2 separate regions of the Sus scrofa genome follow, and region 2 is linked to region 1. A link is a contact called in public HiChIP or PLAC-seq data. All regions are on one chromosome and are shown on one strand. Each heading gives the region's core, a stretch centred on a gene start, on an enhancer-like site or on the middle of the called end of the contact. The rest is flanking DNA. Distances are from core to core; before and after follow the strand shown.

Region 1 (4,064 bases), core at 926-3,425:
CCCCTCTTGCCACCAAAAAACAAACAATCAAAAACACAAAATGTGTTCCTGGGCTTTGCTGAGGTTGATTCTCTGCCGAATGGAAGTTAATTTGCATCAGCAGCAAAGCCAGCAATGATCCACCTGAACTCTTGGTGAGGTTTACAGAGAAAGATTGGGGCAAGTGTGTGAAAGATGGAGGTGAAAGTGGGGCCCAGGCTAGGGACAGAAAAGACATCTTTTGAATGAGAATCGAGAACACAAATTAAGCAAAAAAACCCCTCACACGCAAAACACACATAAGCCGAAAACCCCTGTAATTCCTTAAGTAAATTCTTTAACAAATATATATATATATACATATATACAATGTATTCATAATTAATACAGCAGTTATCTTACAGTCTTTTTGTCTTTTTAAAATTGAACCTGTAACATATTGAAATTCCCAGTCTAGGGGTCAAATCAGAGCTACAACTGCCAGCCTACACCACAGCCACAGCAACGCCAGATCTGAGCTGTGTCTGAAACCAGCACCACAGCTCATGGAAACATCGGATCCTTAGCCCACTGAGCAGGGCCAGGGATCAAATCCATGTCCTCATAGATATTAGTCCTGTTTGTTACCCTGAGCCACAAGGGGAACTCCTTATAGTCTTTTTTGCATCCTTAAAGTTAGGCATCAAATCCTTTAAGCTTCCTTTCTGCTATGGTACCAGCTCTGCTCATGTGTGGTGATCACTGTTTGAAGCACAGACTTCCCTTCCACCCTGCTTCTGTGTGTGTCGCTACAGCACCTGCCCTGGGCTTGTGCACATGCTTGCTGATGGCTCTTCAAAAATCGGGTCAGTGAAGCCAAAGTGAACTCTCGCTCGGCTCCGTCTGAGCAGCCACCTTGTGAGGTTGTGCATACCCAGCAGATGACGTTTCCAGCTTAGACTACAAATAGAGAGGCTACGCCAAACATAAGCTCTTCATCTTTGAATTTATCCCTAAACCTAGAATTCTCTGGCCAAAACCAGATAATATTTACTGGAAAAGCAGTGAATTCTGGCATGTCAGGGGACTGCTTTGAAGTTTCTCCTTCTAAGAGGGGAACATCCTTTTTATACATCATCGTGGCTTCTGCTGGGGACTTGCCGTTTCTTAAAACAAGCCAACAAAAGGCTTTCGCTATTAAGAAGTTCCGTGCTCCGTGAAGTTGAAAGGTTGCCTGTCTGGCCTGAAAACATTTTGTCTGTGCAGACTATGAGGGGAGGCAGAAGGAGAGGTGGTCAGGGAGGGATAAACACAGCTGGTTTCAATATTAGAAGCAAAGCTAGGCATTTGGCTCTTTATTGTGGTACCTGCTCCAGGGATCAGATGGAGCCCAGGGAAGAGCATCCATAAGCGTGGGGGTGTGTGGGGGGCTGGCACGCAGGCTGGGGGGCAGGGGGCAGGGGGCGGTAGGAGGAGGCTGGGGCTCCGCTTCCCTTCACCATGGGGCTGTAGTCACATCGTCTTCTCCCAGCCCCTGGTGTCAGCACTCTTGGTTTTCACTAATTGTGAAAGTTCCTCTTTTTGCAAAAGGATCTACGTCTTCCCTGCCTCATAAAAATCATCCCGAATTTAAGCTGCAACTATAAAAAACCCCCAGCAAACAAGAAGCAGTCTTTCTGATCTAAGTTATGGGAAAGTGGACTTTTATTTTCTATTTAAAGAAGTATGAGTTTTCGTAATGTATTAGTAATTTCTAGTAAAAAAATGTTTGACATGGATTTGATTTCATGACAGAAGGCAATCCTTAAAATGCTCATCCATTTCTGCTCAAAAGCATCACTTTCAGTTTTTATGAAAAGTAAAAACAAATTTGGAATGGGAAATGAAGCTACTTGTCACTCTTCACGTAGTCATTTCCACATGAAGTTTAAGAAAAGGGAAAAAGATATTTTTTTAACCTAGAAAAGTTTCACCAGATTCACTAGATGGTGAGAATTTGGTATTTATACTCAAATATGGTAAATTTGAGCAGAAATTTATCATGCTCTTGTCAGGACAGTCTCTTAGGTATTTCTTTGGAATTCTTGTTGCTATCATAATTTTCCACTAAACTCTTCTTTAATTAAAAATATATATCCCGGGTGCCTCTGTGCTGAGGCTCTGCCCAATTTTGGAAGAGATGAGTCTGAGATATTTACTCAGCATTGACCTCTCTTCTACATTTCAGCGTTGTACAAGCCACAGGAACCTAAGATTCCAAGTATTTCAATCTCGACTCATCATCCAGCTCACGCTCCTCCCACCTTCTCCCCGGTGTTCCTTTTCCAGCACCCAAGGACCTAGCAGTCATTCCACATGTGGTTCCTCCCCCTCATTCCTGAAATCCCATCATGATTCAACCCATAAACTTGACTCCTAAACTTAACTGCAGCCTCTCTTATTTTCTCCATTCCATGGCCATTGCCCTGGTACAGGTTCTCGCTGCTTTACCTTGAACTTGAGCCAAAACCTTGCATTTCATTCGGTCTTCCCTCACTCTGATCAATCCTCTCGTCCTCAGCCAGAGTGATCTTTTCAAAACACATTTCAGATTCAGTGACTCTGTTGCCCCCAAACTTTCTGTGGTTCCCCAAGTCGAGATTCTTTATCCTGGTATTTGAGCGTCCCCACAGCTGGCTTCCTGCCTCTGCCCTCAGCGCCGTTAGCCATCCTAAAGGCCCCAGCGTTGCTGGAGTGCTCCACACTTTTGCACATACCTGCGCCTTTCCATGGATTGTTCCTTCTGCTTAGAATTTTATTTTCTCATTTTCCCTTGATGAGCTTCTTTTATGTTCTTCTTTTTTTGTCTTTTTAGGGTCACACCTGCAGCATGTGGAGGTTACCAGGCTAGGGGTCAAATTGGAGCTGTAGCTGCTGGCCTCCGCCACAGCCACAGTAACGCCAGTTTGGAGCCACATCTGCAACCTATACCACACACAGCTCATTGCAACGCTGGATCCTTAACACACTGAGCAAGGCCAGAGATCCGTGTCCTCATGGATGCTAGTTGGGTTACCGCTGAGCCGTGATGTAACTCCTTCTTTTATACTCTTAAGGCCTGATTCATGTCACCAAAACCTAGATCACCCCCCCTACAGCCTTGACCACCATGCTTCCACCTACATCAAGGTAATCATTTTCTCCCTTTGTACTTGGTCCCCTTTTTACATCATGTTACGATGAGCTTTTATATTTTTATTTTTAAATTTTATTTTTATTTATTTACATTATAGTTTATATACAGTGTTGTGTCAATTTCTGCTGTGACCCAGTCATACACACACACACACACACACATACACCTTCTTTTTCTCAAACTGTCTTCCATCATGGTCTATCCCAAGAGACTGGATATAGTTCCCTGTGCTGTACAGTGATACCCCATTGCTTATCCATTCTAAAGGTAATAGTTTGTATCTACCAATCCCTAACTCCCTGTCCCTCCCACTTTCTCCCCCCTGCCCATATTTTTTATTTTTAAATGTGTTTCTTTGTCTGTCTTTTGTACCAGACTCTCAGCAGCTTGAAGCTGAGGGCTTGGTCCAACTCACATTTTCAGTGCCTGTTCCATCATAGCTAAGTAGTCAGGGTGTTTACTGAGTGAATAAAGCAATGGAGGCCCTGCTTCCTGGGTACTAGCAATGAGCCTAAAGCACATCCTACTGGCATGCGTTCCCTCGCCCAGATGTGGGATGCAACCCTGTCTTTCATTCCTCACCCTCGCCGTGCAGTGCCCTTGCGACTGAACTGCCCTTCAGTGCTTCCTGCGATGTTTGCCTTACTCTGAGCAAAGCCCAGGGTGAGGCGGAGGGGGAGGCTGGGCAGGAGGATGTAGGCAGGACCTTGTTTCTCCTTCTCAGGACCACCTCGCTCACTTCCTGCCTTTTGAGGCAGTCCTGTAGCCTGGAAGTATCTCAGAGTTTTGCCCCAAGGGTCCCTAAAGTGGAAGAGTCACTGGTTCTCATCACCTCCTCCCCTCCCTGCCGCCCCGTCTCAGAGAGACTGTGTTTTGTAGAGGGACTCAGAAGGCATAGTTTCCCCCCCAGTTTGCAGCATGAACACTCACT
Region 2 (4,064 bases), core at 928-3,427, 320 kb before region 1:
ATTAATTACTCTTGTAGTAGCCTGCTTTTTTAGTATGGTTTTGGATAAAACTAGCAAAAATATTTTAAAGCTCATAATTTAACTGTGATTCCCTGGGTATGGTTTTGAGGTCTTTCAGGAGAAACCGTAGAAGTAAGATAATTATTACTAAACACATCAGGCCTAGCACTCTTATAGGAAGCGACTCATTTGCACTGTACTAATTATTTAAAATAAAAAAAATTTAAAGCAATATAATTTATTTTATAAATTGCTCATAAACAGTATCAAATTGACCTCAATCTTGAGTAAGAGGGAATTCCATAGTACTTCCTTATAACACATTTTATTCAGTGAAAGGATATGAGAAAAACACCTGTATTTGAAATAAATTTGCCTTAACTGTTTATGCGGTAAAATACATTTGACATTGTCTAGACAGAATTATTATAAATATAACATTTTAAATAAGACAAAACATAAACTTCAAACCACATGTGTGGATATAATTCTGATGGGTGCTTTCATTTAATCATAGTCTCAATTAAGACACTGCTGCTTTGAGGATTAAGTGTCCCTGACTATAATAATGACAGCTTTTCAAATGTTAATTATTATTTTTTGGAGTTGTTGGGAATATTAAAAGTGGACTCTGGTAGCATAACTACAGAAAGTGCTTATTTTCAAGTCTTCTATTTCCCTACATAAAGGATAAAAGTAGTCTGATTAAGTGGCACAGAGTCCCCCCTCCTGCCGGCCTCTCTGTCCCCCCACTTCCTACCACCAAAAAGACTGTTTACTGTAAAGGTCTAAAAGCATTCATTTGAAAATGGTCTGTTCTTTTTACTTAATGAGGTATTGTAATTGTGTATATTCTTAAGCTAATTTTAACATGAGGCTTCTTTTGAAAAGCATGTGATGCAAAATTTGACATGCATGAATATATCTTAGGCCAAATATGCATGTGACAATTTGAAGCACATATCATGTGTCATTGTTGGTAAGGTCTGGCAGCATATCCTGTGTAAACCCCTATTTTCTTTTTCTTTGTGCCACATATTTATTCTAATTAAGAAAACTTCAAAGAGAACTGATGGTTGAAGACCAATTATTTTTTATTCTCTACATTCTTGGCTCTATAAAGACTAAATAGTGTTACCTTTCTTTGGCTTCACATTTAACCGTGTTTTTAAAGGGAGGAATGAAAAGAACTAATCCTTGTTAAGCACCTGTTGTATTAGGTGTTCTATGTATTTCATTTTATTTAACTGTTACAGCAGTGATTCAAAAGTATATATTATTTCCATTTTTTAGATTTAGATACAGACTCCCGAAGATTGATATAATTTGCCATGGGAACATAATCAGTTGTGTTGGGAGTTGCAATTCCAACTAAGCCTTGGCTAATTCCACTGCATTTGATATTCCAAGCTTTATATGCTAAATTCATAGCTCATTTTTCTCCCTTTATTCACCAATCTCAAAGGTACTGTTTTATTCCATCTGCCTCTGAATACTTTAGTGGGCAGGGGCATATATGAAAGGGAAGAATTGGTGCTGTACTCTGCCTGAAATGGCCTTATCTCTTTCTGTATTCAAAAATATATTTATATATATATATAATGTATTTCAAGTTTGAAGCTTGACCTATATTCTCTTCTTTGTTTTCATCTTTGAAAATTCTGTTCAATTTTATTTTAATACATTGTACCTATTGGTATAATTTCCACACTTATAAAATGAAATTATGTAACCAGTTATAGGGTTTGTTTACTTGTTTACTCTAGCTGCCAGAAAATCCAGAGTTATAGTTTGTGCTTGGGAGTTTAAATTTTTTCACAGTGCTTTGTGCGTATTTCTGTTACTACTTAACAGGGTCTTAAAATTATTTGTTTATGCATCCATTGTTCATTTTTGTATCCATCGGCACAGGTAATACCTTGGTAAGTGCTCAATAAATGTTTAATGAATGAAGATTTCTGATAAATTTGCCCCTGCCCACTGGTTGCTAGAGATCCTAGACCTGGGTACAGCTATTGGGATAATTCTTTTTTGTTTGGTTTTGTTATGGCTGGACTCTTGACTGTCAGGATCTGGATTGTTTGGTGGCGGGGGTGGCACGCCAGCATAAGGACTGTGTCTAGTTGCCAAGACCATAGGAATTTACCCAAAGCACATGAAATCAGCCTAACTCTCAAAATAGGAAGAAGGAAGTGAATCTAAGAAGTGAGGCCAGAAATGAGAGCTGCCAGTGGGGCGAAGTGGAATCAGGAAGAGAAGATGTGATCAGAAACTGGGAACAGGCTAGGAAGCAGAATTTGAAAGGATTGGGGTGAGTGGTTCTGGAAGGAGGCTGAGCGCACTCTTAGAGGGCAGGTTTTACTAGATTAAAGAAGCTACTCAGGACTGATCAGAGAGCTTTGTGAAGGCAGAAACTGCTCATTTTTTTTGCTGAATACCTTCAGCAACTGCCTAATACAATAAAAGAGATGAATTAAAGTAAGAATAAACAAATGAATTAATGAAACAAATCTATTTGCAGATCACACAGTTTATCCATATCCCTCATATCCACTCTCTTCATTTTCTTTGGCACAATTCAAGCTCATATCCTCATTATTTCTCATGCAAACAAACAGTTCTCTAATCTCTTCCAATTTTTATTTATATTATAGATTGCAGCAAGATTAGTCTTCCCACCCCTCATTCAGTTTACATAAATCAGAAGCAAAAATAGTTCACCCATTTCTTCCACACTCTACTCCCAAAGTCTGGCAACCAGCAGATGCTCTGTATCAGTGAGCTTGGTTTGCTTGATTTGTTGGTTGGTTGGGTTTTGTTTTGTTTTGTTTTTCAGATTCCACATATAAGAGATGGGATAATTCTATCCAAGAAAAAGATGTGTTAATAGTTTTTGTTGTTACTATATACATGCTTTTGTTATAAGCAACCTCAAATCTTTTTCTTTTAACATAGGCGGGAAATAAATGTAATATTCTTCGTTGCAATTTATTTATCTTTAAATCCTTGTAATGCCTGTCAGCTGAAATATCACTGGCCACGTGATACTCGAAAGTGAAATATTACATTGTGGTTTTTTACTAATGACGTTAAGAAAAGTTTTATTGGTGTTCATCATTGTTACCATTTGGTTATAATGAAGCCTTTACTACTTACTAGTAAAGCTTTTAAAATATATAAATTTAGTTATTTTTAAGTTGAATCAAGTGAAAGTACACTGATTTTGAGGGCCACAGTAATTGTTAGTGGGATTTTTAATATTGGAAATAGCTTTACAGTTATTTGTGTTTTATTAGACTTGTGTATTATAAAATCTAGTTTTTCTGATGCCTTCAGTTCAATTTATGTTAGCTATGAATAATGACAAATAAAAATGAGAGCTTTTTTATTTCTTGATTTTTTTTTATAATTTATCCCTTTTTCAGATTTAATTCTCCCAAAACACATCATACTACCTATATAGCTAATGAAATAAACCTAATTACATTCTATATTAATAAATAGGCATTGCTAATTCCAGTTATAGTTCAGTATAGCCAATTTAAAAAAAAAAATCTATAAACCTAACAAGTGAAATCCTTTGCTATACGTCAGGAACTCTTGTAAATCTAATTTTATTTACAAATATAGTAAACCAATCATCTAACTTTTTTTTGTAGGACTTAAAGCAAAGCACACACACACACAAAGTAGCTGATGATATCAAAGTCTGTTGCTGTACCTGGAGAAATACAACATATCTAATGTGTCAACATAGTATTTGTTTCGTTAGCCCAACCAAGGAGAACAGAGTACTAGTCTGAGGCTCACTGGACCAAGTATGGATTTGATTTAGGACGAGTCAGATCAGAGATCCCAAACCTGGGTACTTGTATTCAGATGATTCTGTCCAAGCTATTGGACCAAATCAAACAGGCCCCTTGTCATCTTCAGGTACTTCCTGCTGTGGCAGTAAAAGATCCACCTCATCCCTCAACTCCCTACCCCTAGCCTTTTAAGTAAGGGCATATGTAAGTTTCACAAACAAGTGTCATTGTGCATCTACTGTACATCTTTTAGGCTGT

Evidence for each region. HiChIP or PLAC-seq counts read pairs in DNA pulled down with a chosen protein or histone mark.
Region 2: an H3K27ac HiChIP or PLAC-seq map of alveolar macrophages shows a contact between it and region 1. The contact joins two enhancer-like sites. A contact is called at or near these places in 1 of 47 Hi-C or Micro-C datasets (heart right ventricle) and 1 of 2 datasets of contacts at active chromatin or transcription factors (alveolar macrophages).

The regions. Positions count from the first base shown.
Region 1 is chr1:72,105,267-72,109,330 of Sscrofa11.1, reverse strand. All of the region lies in intron 4 of LOC110260408 (a long non-coding RNA gene), which reads left to right. Among named protein-coding and RNA genes, the nearest start is that of PRDM1, 200 kb to the left of the region's middle. Within about 2 kb of position 2,175, at least 13 of the 83 cell types and tissues checked have an H3K27ac peak or open chromatin away from gene starts, as enhancers often do. A contact at or near this core is called in alveolar macrophages, where this site is marked.
Region 2 is chr1:72,428,879-72,432,942 of Sscrofa11.1, reverse strand. The region is part of intron 6 of ATG5 (autophagy protein 5); the gene reads left to right. Among named protein-coding and RNA genes, the nearest start is that of ATG5, 89 kb to the left of the region's middle. Within about 2 kb of position 2,177, at least 7 of the 83 cell types and tissues checked have an H3K27ac peak or open chromatin away from gene starts, as enhancers often do. A contact at or near this core is called in alveolar macrophages, where this site is marked.